Linked DNA regions of Mus musculus: all the other regions are linked to region 2. The links are chromatin contacts, called in public HiChIP or PLAC-seq maps. All regions are on one chromosome and are shown on one strand. The core of a region is the stretch at or near the end of the contact, and the rest is flanking DNA. Distances in the headings are between cores, read along the strand shown.

What was found. HiChIP or PLAC-seq counts read pairs in DNA pulled down with a chosen protein or histone mark.
Region 1: a contact with region 2 is called in a FOXA1 HiChIP or PLAC-seq map of pancreatic cancer cells. The contact joins two enhancer-like sites. A contact is called at or near these places in 1 of 15 datasets of contacts at CTCF or cohesin (embryonic stem cells), 8 of 484 Hi-C or Micro-C datasets (embryonic stem cells and palatal mesenchyme) and 1 of 115 datasets of contacts at active chromatin or transcription factors (pancreatic cancer cells).
Region 3: a FOXA1 HiChIP or PLAC-seq map of pancreatic cancer cells shows a contact between it and region 2. The contact joins two enhancer-like sites. A contact is called at or near these places in 1 of 15 datasets of contacts at CTCF or cohesin (embryonic stem cells), 8 of 484 Hi-C or Micro-C datasets (embryonic stem cells and palatal mesenchyme) and 1 of 115 datasets of contacts at active chromatin or transcription factors (pancreatic cancer cells).

What each region holds. Positions count from the first base shown.
Region 1 is chr6:31,086,689-31,089,996 of GRCm38.p6, forward strand. No RefSeq gene overlaps it. Among named protein-coding and RNA genes, the nearest start is that of Mir29b-1, 25 kb to the left of the region's middle. Within about 2 kb of position 1,498, at least 182 of the 459 cell types and tissues checked have an H3K27ac peak or open chromatin away from gene starts, as enhancers often do. A contact at or near this core is called in pancreatic cancer cells, where this site is marked.
Region 2 is chr6:31,532,877-31,536,364 of GRCm38.p6, forward strand. The region is part of intron 1 of Podxl (podocalyxin-like); the gene reads right to left. Among named protein-coding and RNA genes, the nearest start is that of Podxl, 29 kb to the right of the region's middle. Within about 2 kb of position 1,970, at least 25 of the 459 cell types and tissues checked have an H3K27ac peak or open chromatin away from gene starts, as enhancers often do. A contact at or near this core is called in pancreatic cancer cells, where this site is marked.
Region 3 is chr6:31,064,849-31,068,432 of GRCm38.p6, forward strand. No RefSeq gene overlaps it. Among named protein-coding and RNA genes, the nearest start is that of Mir29b-1, 3.5 kb to the left of the region's middle. Within about 2 kb of position 2,178, at least 33 of the 459 cell types and tissues checked have an H3K27ac peak or open chromatin away from gene starts, as enhancers often do. A contact at or near this core is called in pancreatic cancer cells, where this site is marked.

The DNA.
Region 1 (3,308 bases), core at 248-2,747, 450 kb before region 2:
CCTGCTGCATCTGGAGAGGGGTCTCCATTTCTGTGGATGCCTCCATGTGCAAGCAAAAGTGTAATGACGTGGTTAAAGGATTCGTGGCTTCTATCAGCATCTTGGGGTGGGGGGTGGGGAGGGAGGGCTAGAATCTAGAACAGATTGATAACTCTAACTCTGCAGCGTTAGGACATAACAGTATACTAAACAGACATGACCCAATAGACTGTACCCTCTACTCAGCCCCTTGGTGGGAGAGTAAGAACGCCCACAGCCGTCACCTAACAAGCATCCCTTACACTAATTAAGGATATGATCTGGACATGGGATCAGGAGGAGGCAGTCAGCACAGCTAACCCAGAGAGTAGCATACACATCTTCAGGGCTATCTTCTCTAAGTCTGCTCTTACACGGGACCAAAGCACTTTCTTTGTTCTCTTCTGAGGTTTATTTACTAGCACTGGTGAGAAAGAAAAGCACCAGGAATCACAAGTCTCTGCACACAGACATGTCACTTCCTCAAATGTGCATCTTACGGATCTACCTCACGTTTCGCTTTAAATAATAAAACTACAACTTCATTTTTATGTATATGCTATAAAAACAAACAAAAAAATCTTAATTCTTAGCTCCCATGGTTATCTGTAGGTCATGTGTGCTTCTGTAGTCAGGATCACACACAGAGTCCTCTTCATAGTAAATGTGAAATGTGTTACACACACGACAACCAGCAAAGATAGTTCTTTGAAGCTCTTCCTTTGATGAAATGCCATTTATAAGTTTTTAAGCAAGAATCAGTGAGCTTCAAAAAAAATACTCACGGTTGAACGGTCACCCAAGGATCCCCAAGTGCAGGCTGGGCTTGTCCTGGAAGCAGAGGACTGAATTCCACAGGAGAGCCAAGAGCGGGCCAGCAGAAAGCATGAATGCTAGCAGCACCTTCCTCCAGCCCATCACAATCCCAGGCTGAGACCCTGCAGTCCTGAACAGCGACAATAAAACCACATTAGGTTGTTTTCCCAATTCCTACGAAATGAGTCAGTAGGTCAAACAACTGATCCACTTGAGAGAACAATCCCTGCAGCTACACTCCCCGCTTCCAGTAACTGGGCTCATTCTCTCTGCCCTGCACAAAGTGCTCCCACTAACCCAGGAGCCCATGGGGCCTGGCAGACCCAGAGTGGGTACTGTCAGATAGTCAGTCTCTGCTGGGGTTAGCATCCTCCTTGGACAGAGGCTACTGCTAGTAGTGCCATACAGCTTCCTCAGAGTTACAGAAAAACTTCTCTGTTAAGACCCTAAGTCATTTATCTCCTTCACACCAAAGAAGGGTCTTAGTGCTTAAAACAGAAACCCAATAGTTACCCCTCTGAAAGCTCCCCCTAAAACAAATAAAACCACTTCCTTCTGCAAAAATACCTTCTCCTCCTCAAAAGATCTCCATATTCAGAAGACAGAGTGGTAATTCAATCATCCACACTGTTCAAACACACCCCAGGGTCCTCCTGCTGCTCGGCAGAACCATCCACTGGGCTTCAGGAAGCAGAAGTGTGTAAGAGCTGCCAGCAGTCTTTTAAATCCACGGCTCAAGTTGCTGAACACCTTGGGAAACTACCACCTACTCACCCAGAGGAGAGCTGATTCAAATAGTAACCTTCTGCATTGGAAACCACCAGCTACTACTGCTGAGAGGTCCGTAATTCCAAGAACTCATCCAAACAGGCAGATCTAAGGACACACAGCTCGACACACAGGGCTAGGTCAGCTGTGACAGCTCTTCAGTGGGAGACTTTTGCTTTCTGAATCCACAGGGCTTACTTACTTTCTTTTCTTTTTAAAGACAAGGTCTCATTTTCATCTTGAGAAAATGTCTGATCAAGCCACCAACTGAAAACCTGCCATTATAAACGAGAGATTTCACAATGCTCATTCCAAAATCTGCGGCTATTCATTTCTGGAAGTGACTCACTGAGAAAGGACGGCTGTTGGGGGTGGGAGGGAGAGATCATTTTTAGGAGACCGCCTGCACTCTGAGAACTGAGCAGAAACCCCACGGTGGCTACCACGTGTGTGGAGCGACCCCAGCTCAGCTCTGAGTCACACCCCCCCCCCCAATCCAGATGACACGCCATGACCAGTCTCCTCGTGAAAGCCACGGTGGACAAAAAGCCCTTTGGGCTGTGCACCCACCCTCATGGCTGCCTCTCGGGGCTATTTTCACATAAATCAGGAGGGAGGCAGCAGCATTTGCCACCTGTCAGGACTGACTCCGCGGCTGGTGAGTAACCAGCCACCGAGTCCCACTTCCTGTGACTATTTCCAAAAGACCCCATGCTATTTCCTTCAGGAAAATACGAAGTGCAAAGCAGAGCTACGGGAAGGAGAGACAGCCCCAAGAGCAAAGCTAAAAGCCTGCAATGTGATCGCTGTTTACCCAGCCACGCCTAGTTTTAATTTGGTTTCCCAACCCCTGTGTAATTAAGACTGCCAAAGAGAATAGCATTTGGGGTGGGGGTGGAGGGTGAGATCCACAAATGCTTAGACCTTCTGAGTGCGTGACCAGAAAAGCAATTGTAAGACTCAAGAGAACCCATCTGAAGCTGACTGGAGCATTAACCCTTGCAGGAGAGAGAAAGTTGGTTTTGTTTATTCCCAAATTTCAAACATGAAATCCTCTTTCCTCCCAGATGGCATTAAACAGAGTCTACTGCCACTCCCTAGGTTCGTAGAAGGAACCATTTTCAGAGCCGTTTATGGGACAGTCACGTTAACAGCAGCGCACACGTCATCCAACACTAAGGTGTCCTTTGAAGCTGCCATTGAAGTATGGTGTTTGGTGTTTTGCCAAACCTATTAGTTTATGCCAGGAAGAAGGGTATAGGAGCTCCTGACGGCAGGCTGCTCAGATGCATGGGGAAGGTAGAGTATCAGTCGTGGCAGGGTTTCTTTCTGAGGACACCATGCATGCTGGAGAAAGGCAGCCTTTTCCTAAGAGCTCGCCCTTGCCTTACATGGTCCAGCTGAGAATGAGCCTTCATTCTGGGTGAGGGGAGGGTGGGGGGAACCGGTGGGGGGAGGGTGTGTGTCAATGCCAGAGGAGGGTACACAAGCCTCTGCAATCGACAACTTCGGAGTAGAGACAGAGCAAGTCCTTCCTGGTTTTGTTTCAGCGCCTTTGGATGTTTTGGCCTGACTCTCTTCTTTCTTGTTTTTGGATACTAAGAAGGGACATGCTGTTTTGAACATTTTTACAAATGGTCATGTTGTTGATGTTGCTGCTGCTTGCCTTTGGCAGCACTGGGGACTGGACTCAGGGCTTCACACAG
Region 2 (3,488 bases), core at 720-3,219:
ACTCCAGCAACTGAAAATGTCCCAATACTGCCATATGTCCCCTGAAGGTATCAGTGACTTCCCAATGAAAACCGTCTAACATGAGAGAACAGCAAACTCGATTCATAAAGCCCCAACCGCACAGAACAAAAACCACAGGTTTTCTAAGATCAAAGAGATCTCCGTTTGGCAGCTGAGAGGCTGAGAAGGATGAAAGACAATAGACTGTTCTTGCCTTGCGGGTTGCCAAATCCCAGCATTAGTTTAACTGATCACCTCATCAGGTCTCTAGTAACAAAAATGGACCTCACATGGGGATACATGCAAATGAACCAAACTACCCATAAGTCTCCATCTCTGATGGCATTCCCTTGTTAGTAGAGTCAGCCACATTGCTATATGGTAAATCCAATCTTGCTTAGGACTCCCAGAAATACCAGCTCTCAAAACACAAAAATAACTTTTGCATCAGGATAAGTTTATCAATATAGGTACTTAATCAGAGACCCAGTACTCCATATGCTGGCTCAAGGTACCCAGTCAGTATCATTTATCTATAATCATGTCATTCCTAAAGTGGTGGGAGGTTAGAGAGTCTGCAAAGTAAGGAACTACTCTTGCGGTTGTGTACACACACATGCAAATACACATACAAACAAACACAACATGAACAAAGTTTTGTTTCATTTTTGTTTGTTTGTTTGTTTGTTTTTTAAGTATTGGTTTGACCCCAGCACCATGTGCAGGCAGTGATGAGCACCTATTTTGTGTGCCCCGTTCTCGTGCCCTCTAACTCTGTCCTCTTAGCTCAGATAGCACAACTCCAGACAAGGCTTCCAGCAATGCTTCCCACATGTTCTAAGATGAACATCTCATTGTGGCTCTCTAATCAACACACGTTATAAATATCTGTTGATCATGTTTTCAGAGTTTTGTTTTTGTTTTTAGTGGTTTATAAAATAGTTATTCTTTCTTTTTCTTTCTGTTTCTTTTTTCTTTTTTTTTTTTTAAAGATTTATTTACTTTTATTTGTATGAGTACACTGCAGCTGTCTCAGACACACACCAGAAGAGGGCATCAGATCCCATTACAGATGGTTGTGAGCCACCATGTAGTTGCTGGGACTTGAACTCAGGACCTCTGGAAGAGCAGTCAGTGCTCTTAACTGCTGAACCATCTCTCCAGCCCAACTTTCTATTTTTTCAACGTTTGTTTTTGGGTGGCGGAGTTTTACTCTGCAGCCCAAGCTGGCTGGTAACCCAGGATGACCCTTCTTCTGCCTCAGCCTCCTAAATACTAGGATCCCAAGCATGAGACACCATGCCTGGTTTCCTGTGCGTGTTATAACTGATGGTGGCTTGGATTACATAGAACTGAGAGTGCTGTTAGCACAGTGTACAGTTATATTGTGCTTCTCCCTCCTTAGCCAGCTATGTTAATCACATACTGATCCCAACCAGTTTGGACCCAAACTTGCCTGAATGTAGAGACGGAATAGAGCTTCCAGGGGAGAAAGATATATGTTATTCTATATTCTAGGCAGGAAGACCAGTTTGACAATCAGCACAATCTGACCAAAGGGGATTTAGAATAGCAGATAAGCATCATGTATATTTTTAAGATTTATTTATTTTTGGTGTGTCTTCAGGCACACCAAAAGAGGGCATCAGATCCCATTATAGATGGTTGTGAGCCACCATGTAGTTAGTTACTGGGAATTGAACTCAGGACCTCTGGTAGAGCAGCCAGTGCTCTTAACCACTGAGCCATCTCACCAGCCCTAGAATCATGTATTCTTAAAGGCCAATTGTAAGAGCTATGTTGAATGATGTTGGAGGACACTACCACTTATCCAGTTCCCAGGAGTCAGTGCGCCCACACACAAGTCCCTCCAATGGAGCAGATTCCTCTCGTAAAGGTGGCTTCATAGGAGTATGACAGTACTGTCCCCAGCTCCAGAGGTTGGAAGCCGGCAGTCCCACATTCCCTCTTTCTCAGTTCCTGGCACTCCTTGACTAATAGCTGTGTCACTGCGCTCTCTGACTCATCAACACATGGCTTTTTTTTCCTTGTGTGCCTCTAGTTTTGTCAAGGGAGGGGAACCTGGAGTCCTAACCCAAATCCTCATGGATACCAAGCAAACATTCTACTTCTGGGTCCACTAGTTTAGAGTCTGCCCTACTCCAGTATGTGGTAGAATATGGTCACACTTTGAACCCTGCGATTGTATTATTTACTGGAAAAAAAAATGTTTCTAGTTGTGGTGTGGCTCAGCCCTTAGCACACACCTTGAACCCCATACAACGAAGGTAAAGTTAGTTTGTAGAAGGAAGCAGCCAGTTTTGAAAGTGATGAATCAGAAAAGGATTTGACAGAATAGGATCTGCCTGCCTCTTAGAAGAGAGAGAAAGGGAAACAACTTAAGAAAGCAGTGGAGGGGCTGGTGAGATGGCTCAGTGGTTAAGAGCACCGACTGCTCTTCCGAAGGTCCCTAGTTCAAATCCCAGCAACCACATGGTGGCTCACGACCATCCGTAATGTAATCTGATGGCCTCTTCTGGAGTATCTGAGGACAGCTACAGTGTACTTATATATAATAAATAAATCTTTAAAAAAAAGATTAAAAAAAAACAAGAAAGCAGTGGAGAGAGAGGAGAGGGGAGAGAGAGAGGGAGGGAGGGAGGGAGAAGGCAGTTTTACTGGGACAGATGTACAGAGAAAGGTTGCAGGGAAAGAGAAAAAAAAACTAGACACAGATTAAGACAGACCTAGAAAGGAGCGAGCTTATTCATCAGTAACACTGTAGGCCTAGATTAGATTGTATGGAGGCTAGAAGCTTCCAGGACTGGGCACAGGTTAGCAGACTGAGGCAGTAAGCCTTAAAGGTGACAGTTAAATCAGGCAAATAAAAAATACAATAACACCAATGTGATTTCACAGTAACCTTCAATGACTGTATGCCTCGGGTCACATTCACAATGTTCATGGTAAAGACTTGAATGTGTGTCTATAATCCTGGGATAACTACCTCCTAAATTATTCCCCCATATTCCATCAAACCTGTGACAGCTTGCTTGAAATACCAACTTTTCATAACCTAGAACCCTCTAAGAAAGCTTCAACTGAGAGACTGGCCTATAGGCATATCTGAGCAATATTGTCTTGATGTAGGAAGATTCAGCCTATTGTGGGCAGCACCATTCCCTAGATGGGGGTCCCAATCTAAGCAACATAGGAGAAAGCTAGCTAACAACAGCAAATGGGAAGCAAGGCTGTCACTGGTGTCAACACTGCGTGCCTTAGGTAGGTCAGAAACAGTGTCTCACCCTCCTCTGAGGTAACCTGGGAAAGCCACTGGTCTGCCACCACCATTTCACACCACTAATTCTGTGAGTGCTAGAAACCAGATTCATTTCTGAGAACTGCGGTCTCTGGGGACACTCTACATTAACTTTTAGGAATGGGCCTGGCAGGGAATCCCTTGGGTCCTATCCATCCTCCTCCTGCTT
Region 3 (3,584 bases), core at 928-3,427, 470 kb before region 2:
CATACACATGTGCACACATATGATAAAAACATGCATGCATGAACAAGCACACATTCATGCATACATGTACACACAGAGCTCTTCAGTCTGAATCCCAGTTTTCATGTAATTTCAGCAAGTCCCAGCTCCCTAGGAACAGGCTCACCATGAGAATAGTCTTGAAGTTAACAAAGAAACTCTCTATTATTGGCTGGCAGAGGGGTGGACAAGCCAGGGCCCTCTTCCCTCAGGACATGCATACAAGTGCGGACTCTGGGGCCTTCCATGGCCCTCAGCTACAAGCACAGCCCTCCCAAGAGGAACAGCTTCACTCACAAGTGTGCCCGTGCTTCCCTTCTCCCTTTAATGGACACACAACCTCATTACCCTTTAGTCTGGGGCTAGGGCATAAAAGAACTATTGTTTCTGTAGGCTGGGTTACTGTTATTTTTTAACTAGCAACAACTCTGCAGTATTACAACTCCTGAAAGGACAAAAATAAGAAACCTTACAATACACAGATCACACGCTGGGCTGGCAGACTCTTCACCCTATGAGTAGAAACAGTTATCTTCCAAGGATAGACCCCTAAGCAGCTCTCAGCTCACCAGCCATGAAAATGTGGGCCTGCTTCACAACCCAGCCTGCATGCTTCATGCTGCTCTTCAACGCACTGCCCTTCCTGTGCACTTCTGTCAAATCTGATAGGGAAATCGGGGCCTGGTCTGAGTCAGTAACCCACAGCAGGGCTCTGTGTGGAAAGGCCCTGCAGTAGATGCGTATTGCTCCCAGTGACGTGAGAAGCCAGTCTGTTCTTGTGTTGAGCAAACTGGATTAAGATAACTTCCCTCGGGGCTTGGAGATTTCACAAGAACTATCACATCCTGAACCAGCACCCCTTGAGGAACACAGCTTCAAAACGTTAGGGCCACCAGGACTCGGCAGGCCTAACCGGTGTGTCTGGGCCAGGCCACACGTGTCACTGCAGTAGCTGTGCTCACACATCTGGAAGCCGTACCCAGAAGAGCCGAGCTTTGTAAGGGTTAAATCAGGTAGTACATGAGATGATCGAACGAGCAATACGGAACTTTCCTTTGGCATTTTAGTAGAGGGATGCAGCTAAGAGGTCCAGCTCACAAGTGAGAGGCATACACGGATGTGTCAAAAAAAGATACCTTTGCCTTGTGCCTCCCATCTCCGCACACTTGAATGAGCACCTGCAAATATATTCTGATTACTTCTCCATTCAAGGGCCTCCACGCGGGACCTGTGCTGTCGCTGGTGAGCACAGGTTTCTGTAGGTCTTCCCTGGTTGTGAACTGGCAGCTGGGTGTGTAAGAGTGGCTATCAAACTCCGATGGTCACTTAAAAACTCACTGGAGACTCACCGTGGACAAAATACAGCAAGACCTCTTTAAGGGTGATTTGCAAGCATGCACCTCAACTTCTACAGGGCCACAAAGACAACCTGCTACAAGCATTTTCCAGGGACAGACACGCTGCAGAGAGCCTTCGTGAGAGGAGCAGTATGTGGTATTTCGGTGACACACGAACCTCAGGGTGTATCCCACGGACGTGGGGTTCTCTACTCAGACACTTTCAAAAGGTCCCTTCTCTCTGCTGTCCAGTGAGAGACATTTATTACTTCCTTCCGCAGGCACTGCTGTGGATTGGCTACCTGCATTTGGCGACACTGGGGTGGTTATGACTAAGGAGCACGGCCCTTGGCCTTCCACTTGGCACAGCAGCGAGGTGTACTGTGCAAGCTGGTGTAGGAGCTGCAGCATGCTATAAACCTGTAGATCCAACCAGAGCAAGAATGAAGGTGTCTTGCACAGGGTAGGAGAAGGTCTATTTTCAAGGGGAATTGGTAAGCCCTAAGGCTTTAGCAATGCAGGCTGCAGAAGGCCCACAGAGGGCGGACATTACACTTGTCTTTGAGAACAATCCTTTTTGCTCACTCTACAGCCAGGCAGAGGGCAATTATGGAACTCAAACTACATCATTCTACTCTTTCCTATGTGGTCTAACTTTAAGCCAGAGGTACCTTTCATCAGACAAGAAGCCAAGGGCGTAGGCGGTGCCATTTCCAAAATATTGATCACTCAGGTTAACAAACTGGGAATGCTGTCCCAGCAGGCCCACACAGGATGGTTTACAAGAGATTTAACAACTCAACAAAGAGAAGCCCAGTGACTCAGCAGTCAAGATTCTAACCACTGCGATGTCCAAGTTAATGACTGCAATGCCCCTCAGGGAGCCTGGAACAGCAGAGGCCTCAAAGCTGATCCTCGAACCAGGATGGTGTGGGCCAGGTCTGTGAGCGGGTCAGCTTGGAAAAGAATACTATCTGCAGACCACATGAGGGCCAAGTGCCATTTTCTTTTTACTATTACCATGTTTCATTATCCAAATGTCAGGCTTCATCATGCCATCTCCACACAAGTAATGAGTATGTGGCCAGTGCTCACCACCCACCCCTCCCCCTTCCACATCCCCTTCCCAAACGCTCCCTTTCTCGTTCTGTGTCTCCTGTGTAAATGTGTGCATTGGATCTTGGTTTGCTTGCTTGTTTTGGATAGCCCAGACAGGGTTTCCCTGTGGACTCCTAGCTGACCTGGAACTTGGCTCTGGAGACCAAACTGACCTACAATGCACAAGATCCACCTGCCTCAGCTTCCCCAGTGGCTGGGCTTAAAGATGTACACTACCACATCCCACTGTTGAGTTTTGCTTTTCACTTGAGATTCCTTATATGGCAGGGAACATGCAGTACAAGTTGTCCTGAGTCTGGCTTGTTTGACTTAACACGACAACCCTCCATTCTATCCACTACTCTCACAATGTCCAAAGTCCATTCCTCTTGTAGTTCACGCCCTTCAACGTAATTTCCAAACAAGAATGGAGCGTCTGTCGGGAAGATCACTGGGCACTGGGATTAACATCTGAAGATGGTGACTGGTAAAAGAAATAGTGAGAAGCAGCCGTGATTATGTTACAGTCTGTGTTAACAGCCTTTGGGGCGGGGAACCCAGGTTCAGGATTAAGGTAGGGAGGAGGAGGAGGAGGAGGAGGAAGATGTGTCAAGACCCACACAAGGTGAAATCCAAAGTGCAGCAGTAAAGCCGTGGCACCATAAAGTACTAGCAGCTTCCCAAACTTGTGTGGCCACAGGCCTAAGGAGCGGGGCCAGTGCTTTAAGCAGTATCAGGGTCCCCATCAGATCACAGGCGCAGCGGAAGTGTTTAGAAAGTGGCTTACTGCATTTAGGCTGGCGAAGAGCCTCCCAGGTCAGTGTTTGAGAAAGCCTAATTACAGAGTAGCTATAATTCACCCTCTTCCCCCAGAGAACCTGGGAGCCCAATGGCCACCGCCCTATAGCTTGGTTGGCGGTGGGTTACACACCCAGTTTCTGCAGTGAAGAAACCTGCAGGAGTCTGTGAGTTTCCTCACACAAAAGTTCCATCTAAGGGCAGAACTGCAGCGAGGCTCACAATGTACCCAACTCCAGGGAGAAGACAGCACCTCGCTCTGAAGGGCTGGCCCTGGTCTCTGCAGAGGGAGGGGTTTCCCTCTCCTTTAAGCCCTGCTCCTCAGGAGTATCA